Linked DNA regions of Sus scrofa: region 1 is linked to region 2. Evidence: chromatin contacts called from public Hi-C data. All regions are on one chromosome and are shown on one strand. The core of a region is the stretch at or near the end of the contact, and the rest is flanking DNA. Distances in the headings are between cores, read along the strand shown. Region 1 overlaps FGD2 (FYVE, RhoGEF and PH domain-containing protein 2). Region 2 overlaps LOC102161912 (a long non-coding RNA gene).

Region 1 (6,555 bases), core at 775-3,274, 350 kb before region 2:
TGCCCTCCACCTTCCCTTTGTCTCATGTTTATTCAGGCCATTTCCAGACCCAAACCTGTGTGTGCATGCGCGCGCGCGCGTGCACGCGCGCGCACGCGCGCACACACACACACACACACACACACACACACACACACCCCACTCCCTGAAGCCAGACTTATACACATAGATGTGAAATCCTCCCTATGGATAGTTGCATATAGAGGCTCCCAAAGAAATTTCTGGCTAATAGGGGAGTCTTTGGCATTGGGTTTCTGAGCAGGGTGAAACTGGGGTGAGTGGGCGTCCCCTGGTCCTTTCAAATCACTCATGGTGGGGGCACATCCTGGCCTCCAAGCTGGCTTGGGCAGAGCAAAGAGGCGGGATCTGTCCTGGGGGAGGCTGGCAGCTCCGGGAGGGAAGGGGTGCCTTCATTTACCTCCTGCTCCTGGGCGTCTCCCTCAGGGCCCTGGGCTGCAGCCTTGAAGGTTTCATTCCGCTTCTCGATTTGGTCAATGGCTGCTTGGCAGGCCTGGGGGGGGGTCAAGGAGGGAGGCAGGGAGGGTGCGCTCATTTGTGCATCCGTCCACACATTCCGCAAACGTTGCTAAAAGCCTACTGGGTACCGGGCACTAGGTTCCAGGGCACATTGGCTTTTTTAAAGGGGGAGAAACTATTAGCCCCAGGTAACAGATGTGAAAACTGAGGTTCAGAGACATTAAGTGACCTGCCCCAGGCCACCAGCTGGGCAGTGAGAGGCACTAAGATGTGAACTCAGATCTGTATCCAAAGTACCAGAGAGCAACTCTGAGGAAGAGCAGGGAGTAGCAGCAGCACACACACACACACACACACACACACACACACACACACACTGCACCCCTCTCTCCCTCAGCTTGGGTAGGGAGTCAGAATCCTAGGGGCCCTGGAGCGTTCTGATACCTGCATCCAGGAGATCATTTCCTCCTGGGACCTGCTCGGAAAGTGAACACACATGTTGAGAAGAGCAGCCCCTCCCTGTGTTCCCGTCTCGCCCAGCCCTCAGCCGCCTGCCTACCGGGCCTGCAGCTCCAGGGTGCGCTGCTTCCCGGACACCAGGAAGGAGTGGGGGAACTCGGCGTCAGTCAGCTCTCGAACCTGCTCAGAAAGGGAGGGAGAGACCTCTCAGCCTCACCACCCCCTCTCCACAGGCACCGTGGGTGAAGGGAGGTGGACTGCATGCCAGGGACAATTCGAATTCAAGAGACAGGGCAGTGAGCTTGTTCAACACCTTCTGGGAGTTCCCAGTGTAGCTTGGTGGTAATGAACCTGACTGGTACCCATGAGGATGCAGATTCAATCCCTGGCCTCACTCAATGGGCTAAGGATCCCGTGCTGCCCTGAGCTGTGACATCGGTCACAGATTCGGCCTGGATCCTGCGTGGCTGCGGTTGGGGTGTAGGCCGGCAGCTGTAGCTCTGATTTTTTGATCCCTAACCTAGAAACTTCTATATGCGGAGGGTGCAGCCCTAAAAAGCAAAACTAAATCAGTAAATAAATAAGGAGCAGAATGAAGATTCAAACTCAGGCTTTTAGTCCCCAAGGGTAAGGGAGGAGCACATCTATTTCGGCCCCACTGCTAGAGCCCTGCAAGCACAGACCTCCCCCAGGCAGTGGAGAGAGAGTCACAAGAGTGGCTAAGACACAGACCCAGAGCCCCAGGGCCCAGCATGGGGGAACTCTGTTGTCACTGAATCCACCTGACCCTTGGGGCCCTCTGCTGGGGCCCTGCCATGAGATAACCAGGCCTTGTTACACCTTCAGGCAGCCCATCCCACCCAGAGAGCATGACTCCAGGCCTAGTCTACCCCTCTCATAGCCCCTCCCTCTAGAAGGGGCCGAAGTGATTTGCACGTGTTACTCTTGACAATGGGGAGGCTCTGAGGGCTTATAAACAGAGAAGCTTCTGTGGAGAGAGGTGTTCCGGGAAAGCAGCTCCAGCCGCTGGGCGAGAAGGTCAAAGGGCTGGGTCTGGGGAAAATGGGACAAACCAGCAGCCCAGAGGCCAGGTAGGAAGTGATACTCAGAATGGTCGAGGCTTGCCCAGGGCCTGCCTGCACCTGGGGAGAGAGACAATATCAGGAAATCTGGCCAGATGCCACAACTGACTGAATAAGGGAGGGGGAGAGGGACTAAAGGGGGAAATCTAAGGTTTGGAGACCACAGCTAGGAAGAAATATGATGCTTTTAATAGAAAATGGGTTTCTGGGAGAGCCCCTGACCTGAGGGGCCACCACGGCAGAGGGGCAAGATGGAGGTTTCTAGAGGACAATTCCCAGAGCCTAGGCTCAACCACCAGACTCTGGATCAGTTCAGGCCCCTGCCAGCCTGTACTGTGTCTTTGTGCTAGTTTTAAAAAGATACTCCTTCCTCAAAACACTTTACTGACATCTGTTGGCAAACTGGCATAATAGTCGGATTTTGTTGAACCAGACGCTTGACTGCCATCTGCTGGACAAGGAGAATGGTAAATATACAATCTACGCGGCCAGCTGTGGGGGAGCTGTGCTCATCTCAAACGAGGCGTGCTCTTGCAGTGCACAACTTGCACAGCTGTCCATGGAGATGCCAAGTATATGTACGTGCTTGCACCCCTTCCTTCTTCTTAGGTTGGCCCTGTGCAGGACAGCACAACTGGACCAAGTCGGACCCTGGGGGAGAACTAGCTGCTGAGAACTAGACCTCCTTGATACTTAGGAAGGCAGAGGCCAGGGGGTCACAGGCCAGTGGGAACTTTCTGGTGGTCAAAGACCAGACCTGCCTCCAAAACCTCAGACTCAGAAACGCAGGTGGGTAAACAGCTTTGCACCTGCTGGGCTCATGCCATCCAGCAGAGGGTGCTGTGCAGCCACCAGAGCACCAGACACGCCCTGCAGGGACCCTGTTCACTGAGACCAGCAGATGCCAGGAACCAGGCACGCACACCGGGTCTGTGAGCCCCCATCATACAGCCTGAGTATCTGACACTCTCAGGCCGTTCTCTCTTTTTCTCTTTCTGTTTTGGTCTATTTCTTGGCTTTTTTATCTGTCGATCTCTGCCTCTTTTTTCTCTGCCAGTCCCCAGACAGTGCTGCCAATCTCCATTTCTCTGTAATTCTCCATAACCTGACTTTCTCAGTCTTACTCATCAAGGCTGCCAGATATACAAGCTTGCACGCACCCTGGCCTCTGAGATATTCTGGCCACTTTAGGAAGGAGAGCTGGATGCTACAGGTGGGAGGGGGGGCTCATCTGCATTCCCAAAAGACCTCAGTGAGCTGAGGTGTGGGGAAAGGGCTGTGACCCCCACCCCCCAGTAGGTCCCCATGTCCCTCCATTAGCCCTCATCCCCCTCAGGTTTGCATCCCACCCCCAGGCCCTTGATTCAGCCCCAAATGCCAGGCAGACTCAGTCAGGAGCAAGGACAAGTACCTCCTGCTGGGGGCTCTCAGGGGCTCAGGGGGTATACGAGGAGGGTGTGTTCTGGCTCCAGTCCTGCCTGCAGCCTCCTCTTGGGGCAGATGCTGGGAGATGGGGTGGCGTTGGGGCAATAGGATAGGGAATGTGGAGACGGAAAAGTACCAAGATGGGCCAGATCTGACCTCTGCTTCTTCAAGCCCCAGCCACCTGCACTTAGGGGTGACCAGAGAGGGGTGGTCAAGAAGGTTCCCACACCATTTCCTCCACTAGAGTTGCAATTCTGCCCTATGCTTTATCCCTCTGGGTTGAAGCCTCAGTAGGAAATCGTATACAGTACGGTGCTTGAGGATAGAGGCTCTGGAATCTCTTACACCTGAGTTTGAGCATGTAAACCAGGATTTGCTGTGTGACCCCAGCAGGTTACTTAACATTCTGGACCTTGGCTTTTTTAGAAATACATTTTTAGAAGGTTTTAATTTTTTAGATCAGTTTTAGGTTCACAACAAAATTGAGAGGAAGGTACAGAGATTTCTGCGCAGCCCCTGTGCTCACAGATGCACAGTCTTCCCCATTAATGACATTTCCCCGAGTTCCCGTGGTGGCTCAGCAATTAACGAACCTGACTAGGATCCATGAGGTTGCAGGTTCACTCCCTGGCCTCGCTCAGTGGGTTAAGGATCTGGCCTTACTGTGAGCTGTGGTGTAAGTGGCAGACGAAGCTCAGATCTGGTGTTGCTGTGGCTGTAGTGTAGGCTAGCAGCTGTAGCTCCAATTGGACCTCTGGTATGGGAACCTTCATATGCCGCGAGTGCAGCCCTAAAAAGCAAAAATAAATAAATAAATAAATAAAATTCCCCAACAGAATGCTACATTTGTTAGAATCAACAAATCTACCTTGACACATCACTGTTACCCAAAGTTCACAGTCTACATTAGGGTTCACTCTTGGTGCAGTACATCCTGTGGGTTTGGATAAATGGACTCTAGCATTACAGAACCACACAAAGCAGTTTCACTGCCCTTAAAATCCCACCTGTTCCTCCCTCCCTCATCCCTCCCTTCCCTCAACACCTGGGAACCACTTATTGTCTCCATAGTTTTGCCTTTGCCAGAATATCATGTCATTGGAAACATATAGTGTATATACATGGTATGTATGTATGTAGCCTTTTTAGATTGGCTTCTTTCACTTAGTAATATGCATTTAAGTTTCCTCCATGTCTTTTTATGACCTAATAACTCTCTCTTTTTTTTCTTGGGTTGCCCCCCGACCCCCCGCCTTGACATACATAAGTTCTGGGGCCAGGGATCAAACCCTCAACACAGCCGTGATCCAAGACAACACTGGATCCTTAAATTGCTGTACCATAAGGGCACTCCCAATAGCTTATTTCTTTTGATCACTGAGTAATATCTCGTTGTTTGGACGTATCACTTTATGGCCCTATTTTTAAAAATGGGATTAACTGCAGATATATTCACACACTGGCAAAACGTACACAGTTTTTCACTGTAGTCTCATCTGCAGACACTGACAACTGAGAACAATCTAAATATTCGTCAGGAGAGGACTGGCTGGACAAATTGGTACATCCACACACTGATACTATGCAGCCATGCAAAAGGACAGGGATGCCTCTAAGGCACAGAGTGCAACCATCTCCAGAATTTACCGTTAGTTAAAAAAGGCAAGTGCAGGATATCCTACTGTGGTGCAATGAGATCCACAGAGTCTCTGCAGCACCGGGATGCAGGTTCGATCCCCTGCCTAGCACAGCGGGTTAAAGGATCCAGTGTTCCTGCAGCTAGGGTGTGGGTTGCAACTGAAGCTTGGATTTGATCCCTGGCCTGGGAACTCCATATGCCAAGGGGCAGCCGAAAAGGAAAAAAAAAGGGCAAGTGCAGAATAGTATGTAGAAAATAGTCTCATTGTTTATGTGAAACAAAAGTAAGGAAACCATAATGAATATATTATTAGTTTGTAAATGCAAAGACTACCTCTGGCAGTCCTCATAAGAAACAAAGGCTGGCCATCATCAAAAAGTCTACAAACAAGAGTTCCTGGAGTTCCTGTCGTGGCTCAGTGGTTAACGAATCCGACTAGGAACTATGAGGTTGTGGGTTCGATCCCTGACCTTACTCAGTGGGTTAAGGATCCAGCGTTGCCATGAGCTGTGGTGTAGGTCGCGGCCATGGCTTGGATCCTGTGTTGCTGTGGCTCTGGTATAGGCCGGCGGCTACAGCTCCGATTAGACCCCTAGCCTGGGAACCTCCATATGCCGTAGGACATAGGAGCAGCCCCAGAAAAGGCAAAAAGACAAAAAAAAAAAAAAAAAAAAAAAAAAAAAAGAGTTCCTGGTGAGGTGCAGTGGGTTAAGAATCCAACTGCAGCAGCTTGGGTTGATCCCCCTGCAGCTCAGATTCAATCCCTGGCCCAGGAATTTCCATATGCCACAGGTGTAGCCAGAAAAAGAAAGTCTACAACCAACAAACGCTGGAGAGGGTGTGGAGAAAAGGGAACCCTCCTATACTGTTGGTGGGAATGTAAACTGGTACAACCAATATGAAGAACAGGATGGAGGTTCCTTAAAAAACTAAATATAGAGGTTTCCGCTGTGGCACAGTGGAAAAGAATTTGACTAGGAACCATGAGGTTTCAGGTTTGAGTCCTGGCCTCACTCAGTGGGTTAAGGATCTGGCATTGCCATGAGCTGTGATGTAGGTCACAGCCATGGCTTGGATCCTGCGTTGCTGTGGCTCTGGCATAGGCTGGTGGCTGTAGCTCTGATTGGACTCCTAGCTTGGGAACCTCCATGTGCTGCAGGTGTAGCCCTAAAAAGCAAAAAACAAAAAGAAAAACAAAACAAAAAACTAAATGTAGAACTGTCATATGACCCAGCAACCCCACTCCAGGACATCTATCCAGAGAAAATCACAATTCAAAAAGATACACGCACCCCAATGTTCACTGCAGTACCATTCACAATAGCCAAGACACGAAAGCAACCTAAATGTCCACTGACAGAGGAATGGATAAAGAAGATGTGGTACATACATGCAATGGAATATTACTAAGCCATAAAAAGAATGAAATAATGCCATTTGTAGCAACATGGATGGACCTAGAGATTATCATAC
Region 2 (6,639 bases), core at 2,533-5,032:
CGTGTGCCCTTCTTCTTGGTCTCTGCTCTGTTAGGCAATAGCTAGCACATCTGACAAGTGGATTGGTGTTACTGGGTTAATGTGTCACCCTCCCAAGTAGCAAATGTGCAGTTTTCACAGGGGCCAGGAAGAGACAAGGCCGTATGCCCAGAGCTGAATGACGTGAAGATCACCAGAAAAACAAGAGGCCACCCTGCTGCTGGTCTCATTTCCTCTGTTCCACTCCCGTTTCCTCCTTCATCACATCCCCTCCCTTGGCACAGATGACCATGGCCACAGCTCCTACCTCAGCAAATGCCAGGTCCCCACCCTCTACCACCATTTGGCCTGAGCTGCCATACTGAAAGCGAAAGGAGGAGTTGGAACAGAAAGAAAAATAATAAAACCACAGAAAGAGAAGAAACAGCTGGCAGAATATTGGAAAAATTCCCAGGCAGGAATCCCCAGCCCTCAAGGGCTGAGCCTGACTGAAGACACTCTTAAAGGGCAATCTGGAAATTCGCTCTTAACACTGTTGCCAACTCACGGGAATACGTGACCCCTGGAAAGTGTATATGCATGAAGTCAAGTGGCATTTTGAGGGTCAGAGTGGAGCTAAGATGGGGAGGGGAGGGGGAGGGGACGCAAAGTGGGGGCATGTGTCTGAGGACTAGGCCTCTGTGGGATTCCAGTGATCAGGGCCTTTCCCCGAGGCAGAATCCAGGAAGGAGAAGGCTTGGCCAAACTATGCAGCCAAGAGGGTGTGCATGCAGGTGCAGGGAGGGGCACTCCAAGAGGCTGCACTGGCAGCAGCGGGTGGTGGCAGCCAAAATAAAGTTGGCTGCTCTTACCTAAACCAGAATGAAATTTTATATCCGTTCAGGAAACATGGATGAAAACTGGAAAAGGTTGAAACAAGGATCTGGCTTGTGCTTCTAAGTGTCTGGAGCAGGCATGGCAGTGGTTGGCAGACAGGGAGGCAAAAGCAGTGGTACCACCCACACAAAAGTGTGGCTCCAGCCGTGCACAGGGAGCTGCAAGCTGGCCACCAAGAGGGGCTGGCATTGGGATTTCTGATGAAGAAATGTGAAGGGACCTGCAGAGCAGGGGATGGGAGAGAATGGGGGTGGGGCTGTGGCTCACCTGAACACTGGGTTTGAGGGAGTTTGGAGAGAGGGCCTGAGGCTGGATGCTGCGCAAAGCATCGTTGTCTTCTGGCCAAGTCTGGGAGACCCTTTGAGCCGCCTTGTTTTTGGCTCAGGGCTTGACCCACCAGAAAGGCCTCTTCACCCCTCATGAATTGCAATTAATAATAATACAAATAATAATCCACAGTGAACTGGTGGCCTCTTAGATGGGGAGGGAACAATTTATACCAAGTTCATTAATTCCAGAGAAGGTATGGCCTAAGGAATATTCCAAGCCCTATGTACTTAATCTTCTTTCTCTTCACTCTTCTCCCACCTCTTCAATGAGGCCAGGGGGCTGCATTTCCCCCCGAACTCCCAAATCTTTCCAACCACATGCCCCCAGTTTAATCTTATAAAGGCACTGGGTCCCCTTGTCCAACATTTGCTGCCCTCTGGACCAGCCCATGTTACCCAGCAACCTGACTTCTCACCCTTTCTCACTGAGGGTCGCAGAGTGTCATGGTCAGAGCATGGGCCCTGGGTTTGAATTCTGCCTCCACCACTCAGTGTCAGTGCTTCCTCATCTGTGGACTAGAGATAATAACCATACCTACTTTATATGGGTGTTTTGAAGATAAAATGAATAAAGTATTTAAAATAGTACCAGGTATGTAGTAAGCTCTCAATAAATGTGAGCTATTATTTATGTTGTTGCTATTTACTGCAATGTCCATGGAGGAGGGATTTTTGTTCACCAACCTCATCCAGGTAACTTGAACAGTGTCCAGTACATAGTAGATGCCTAATGAATGTATGTTAATTTATTCATTGTTGTAAATGCTCTGTTCTAACCAAACTCTTCCCTGTAACATACTTTATACCTTCCTACTTCCATGCCTTTGCTCACCCCATTCCCACTTCTTAAAGGGCCTTACCATTCCAATGTAATTCCTCCTACTACTTAAAATTTCCAGCTCCTGCCTCCCCTCCCTTCAGAGGGCCTCCTCCTTCAGGCTCAGAACTTGTACAAAACGAGCACTCAGTAAAGGCTCAGTGGTTTGTGGATGGGTTTTTTTACACTTTGGCTCCAAAACAGAATTTCCTCACTGACTTGGCACTTAATGTTTACTGCCTCCTGGGGTGGCCTCTAAGAAGTAGAGTCCCCAGTTACTATATATGTCCTTTATCTTGTGACATTGAGAGAGAACTTCCCAGGTAAAGGCACCTGAATAACTAGACAGAACTAGACATGTGGTCTCCAAACCACAGTTTCTGGGATTCCTAATTGTTGAGAGACATGGCATCTGTTTGCCCAAGAAACAGGAGCCAGGCAGCTTTGCATTAACAGGCTGCTTTCTGCCCTGGACAGGGCAACAGCTGCCTATAACTTGGCTGTTTATCTGCTAAAAAAAGAAATTCCATGGTGACCAGTTGACTCAAACCAACTCCCAGTGTGAGGCGGTAGTTTCAAAGTCCCTAATGACACCAAATGCTTTCCACCCAGTCCTTAATAAAAAGAAGAAACCAAAAGAAAAGAAAAAAGAAAAGAAACAAGGGCAAAACTTGAACAGGAATTTGCATGAGTCCATATTCTAAACCACCCAGAGTGTTCAATGTCAGATCTGGAATTGGATCTAGAAGGTTGTAGGCCTAATAGCCCCTTCCAAGCAAGCTTGTCTCCTGCAAAGGGCCCTTCCCCAGAGACAGAGCACTCACCACTTCCTGAGAAGGCCCACTGCTTGTCTTCAGAAGCCTGGGGGCAGGCAGAGGACAGGAGACTGACCTTACTGGTGGCACTTACACACCAAGCTGTCCATGAGGCTCCTTGAATAGCATGGTTTCATGTTTTGCTCCACCGCCAACAGACACACACTCATCACATACTAGGCCTTCTCATACATGCATTACATACATGGCTCTCTTTTGATCCTCACATGCAGCCAGGAAGGCAGGCCTAACTAGTTCTGCAATTTTAAGGTGGAGAAACTTAAGCTGAGGAAGATGAACTGTCCCCCGTGCACCACTTGAAAATGTCCCAGCTGGATGGAACCTGGGCCCAGAATCCATTCTCTGAGTCTAGAGCTAAGTGGAATTTAGTGTGGGCCCTTCTTTCCCAGGAGAGTGCCACTGCCTCCTCTCCAATACCACGGCCATGCTTCATGCCTCCCAGTCACTACTATCTATGTGAACTTTGCGCTTTGCCCCTATTGACTCAGAAGTGCTGCCTGATAAAGACGGCATCGCCCAGCTTTATAGTTTCCTCCCAGCCTTTCTGGCGACACCTGAGCTTGCTGCTTCCCTCTTCCCCCACCCCCATCCCCACACTCTCTCACTCATGTACAGTCACCCTCGCACACTCAGAGTCTCACTAGTCACATACACCATACATACATGATCACATACATTCACACATAGACACACATAAGCATTCGTACATTAACACACATACAGTCATCCACCTCTGTGGTGGTTAATGAGTGAGGACTACTTTCTAGGAAATCATGCTTGCTTCTCCTAATGCCCTTTCCTAGCCACTGGAGTTATAGGCTTCTGCCTTATTTCATGTTTAATAAATGAGCAACTCACCCTCTAAGGACCATGGTCCCTAACTTCCTATACTTACAAGCAAACCTGCATGTTCTCTGCATGGAGTTGAGAACTAGCTTTCTTCCCCATGCTGCCACCTTGTGTCCTGAGCCTAGAACTGCAGACTTTGTGCCCAGAGGATACTCACTTGCCTAGGGGGTTCCAGTACCCACGTGGGCTGTTGAGGGAGGTCTACATCCAGCTGACCCTCTCTAAAGATGGGCAATCTGAGGAAATGAAGATACCCTCTTCCTTTACCTGATCGTCATATGCAGTCCATTGGCATGGGAGTTGGGTGGGTGTACCGCTTAGACCGTGTGTGGAAGAACTCTTATGGTGAAGAAGCCAACAATCATCATATAATCATAGGATTGCTGACTTACATCGGTGTCTTTTTCTCTTTTCTTTCTTTCGCTCTTTTTTTCGGGGGGGGGGGTCTTTTTAGGGCCACACCCATGGCATATGGAGGTTCCTAGGCTAGGGGTCGAATTGGAGCTGCGGCTGCTGGCCTGCACCACAGCCACAACAGCACCAGATCTGAGCAACATTTGTGACCTATACCACAGCTCACGGCAACACTGGATCCTTAACCCACTGAGCGAGGCCAGGGATTGAACCTGCATCCTCATGGATACTAGTCGGATTTGTTTCCTCTACACCACTGTGGGAACTCCTTGACATCCTTCGAATCATCCTGATAGTGGATTTGGCTAAACCTTGGTGAGGAAGGTGTGATAGCAGATAACTTTGTGACATCTGACACTAACCCAAGAGCTGCCCTTTGCTCCTTGCCTAGGGCCTTGAAAGTCTGCCTGTGGCCTCTGGCCTAGAGCTTGAGCTATAGACATAGGTGTGACTGGCTCTCCCCTTGACCTCATTTACCCGACTCAAGGACACTTCCAGGCCTCTGCCTTTGGTGAGGCAGCCCAGGAGGTATGCCCCCTTTCCTCCTTGAGCCCATAGCCAATGTGTTTCAGGCAGTGATTTCATCTCATCTCTTATTTTACTCGATTTTATTTTTGGCCCTCTGATGCAGTGCGATGAATCAATCCTACACCCCAGATGATGGCTCACAGTCATCACTAGTCCTGGCAAGTCCATTCTTGTTTTATGTATTCCCCTTTACCCTGTGGATCACTGCCATCCCCCTACCCCACAGGCAGCCATTCTAGTGTATCCTTTTATCTATATGTATTCTAAGTGCAGGGTTTTTAGGCATGTGTTGCTATACACCATTGCCTAGTGCCTTATTCTTTCATTACCATTTTCCTAGTAGTGTTATTTAATGTGTTTGGGAAAGGGTTAATGTATACCTGTCAAAGAGTGCAGGTGCCCTAAGTGTTCACTGAGACTCTGCATTAGTGATTATGGAAGTGACTGCACTTTTTCACTGAGTTGTGTTTCCTAGAACATAACCTCAGGATTGTGGCCCATGGGTGACCCGACTGGGCAAGGCTGCCTTTGTTCTCTAACCTGAAGATAGTAATAGCACCTACCCTCTGAGGGTTGCTGTGATTAAATCGTTAACAAGGTGAACAGTGCTGGGCACCTATGAAACTTTCATTAAAGATTATTGGTGGGTTTTTTTCCCATTTAAACCATATACTAGCCCTATAAAATAGTATATTAATTCCATTTTACAGATGACAAGACCAAGGCCTAAGGAGCCATGGAAGATGCTCACGCTTGCGTAACAGTATTGCCCGGAGCCAAATCCAGGTCTCCAGACTCTGAATGCTGTGCTCTCCCGCTAGAAACAGCCATAGAACTCGATCCCAAGGCGCAACCTGGAGATATTGTGAAGAACCTTCTTGATGTTGCTCTGAGCAATGAAAGACGACCCAGTGGCCACTGCAGAGACAACTCCTGGCCCTGGCAGTCTTCATTCTTCATTGGCATCATTTTCCCATACTGCGGCCTTCACACCCACTGGCCCTCCCTAAGAAATAACCTGCTTCCTCCAGGGGTTTAACAGGTATCCATGTAGCCTCTGAATGAATGTGAATCCCAATGCCAAGGCTGTTAAGAGCATATACACACAGCTGAGATGTGCCACAAGCGCTTAGGCCTAAGAAGTCAGGCTTTGGGTTCTAGTTCTGGCTGTGGCATTTCCTCACTCTAGGGTAAGTTAGTTTCCTTCTCTAAGCTTCAGTTTCCACATCTGTGCAGTGGGAATAGTAACTGTTAACAGAGCTGCATGAGGATTAAGATTTGAGACTGCTCCAATCTCAAATACTAACACTTGCCTGACTGCTGTAGCACAAAAGCCTGTTAAAAAGCATGCTCCTACTTTGGATGAATTGTCACCCACTGTATGCATTGAACCTTTTTCCTTTCCCCTCCAGGAAGATGACTGTCTGGACCTGCCATCCTTACAAAAAAACACCTCATTCTTTTTCTGGACTTGCCAAATTCTAGAATGTCAGTGCTGAAAAAGACCTTGCAGGCCATTTGGTCCCAGTGTAACAAACTTGTCTTCAATCATGGGCTGCCTCCGCCTGAAGCAGTGGATAAAGCTGAGTCAGAGCTCAGCTGGCAGACATTTGTTACAGGGTGCAAGGAGAAGGTGCAGGCCACCATGTGAGGTAACATGCCACCTCCAGCCCAGCTGTCCCTGCTCCTGCAGACGGGCTTACCAAGTAAGTGAGGATCCCTTCTCTTCCTTCACCTGACCCTCAGGGCTACTAGATATGACTGCCTGGTTGGCACAGGAGATAAGTGTGTGTGCTACCTGGACCAGCATATGGCAGGGCCTACATCACAAGTGACTATTTACAATCATACAATTAGAGTTCATGAGCTGATGTCCTTATCTTTTTCAAATTCTTTAAAATTATCGTTTTGGAATAAAAATTATACTAATAGGTTTTAAGGAAACAATTTGCCAACAATCCACTTGACCTCTACCTCCATGCATATTTTTAACCTTTGAAATGCACCATGC

Evidence for each region. Hi-C and Micro-C count contacts between places; a contact is called where the count stands out from the background.
Region 1: a Hi-C map of liver shows a contact between it and region 2, with 2.9 times the contacts expected there. The contact joins two enhancer-like sites. A contact is called at or near these places in 1 of 47 Hi-C or Micro-C datasets (liver) and 1 of 2 datasets of contacts at active chromatin or transcription factors (alveolar macrophages).

The regions. Positions count from the first base shown.
Region 1 is chr7:32,661,675-32,668,229 of Sscrofa11.1, reverse strand. FGD2 (FYVE, RhoGEF and PH domain-containing protein 2) reads right to left here. Exons shown (of 13, transcript XM_021098655.1): 7 at 1,037-1,116; 8 at 922-952; 9 at 419-511. Among named protein-coding and RNA genes, the nearest start is that of FGD2, 17 kb to the right of the region's middle. Within about 2 kb of position 2,024, at least 31 of the 83 cell types and tissues checked have an H3K27ac peak or open chromatin away from gene starts, as enhancers often do. A contact at or near this core is called in alveolar macrophages and liver, where this site is marked.
Region 2 is chr7:32,310,519-32,317,157 of Sscrofa11.1, reverse strand. LOC102161912 (a long non-coding RNA gene) reads left to right here. Exons shown (of 4, transcript XR_304410.3): 2 at 5,339-5,670; 3 at 6,041-6,334. Among named protein-coding and RNA genes, the nearest start is that of SRSF3, 24 kb to the right of the region's middle. Within about 2 kb of position 3,782, at least 25 of the 83 cell types and tissues checked have an H3K27ac peak or open chromatin away from gene starts, as enhancers often do. A contact at or near this core is called in alveolar macrophages and liver, where this site is marked.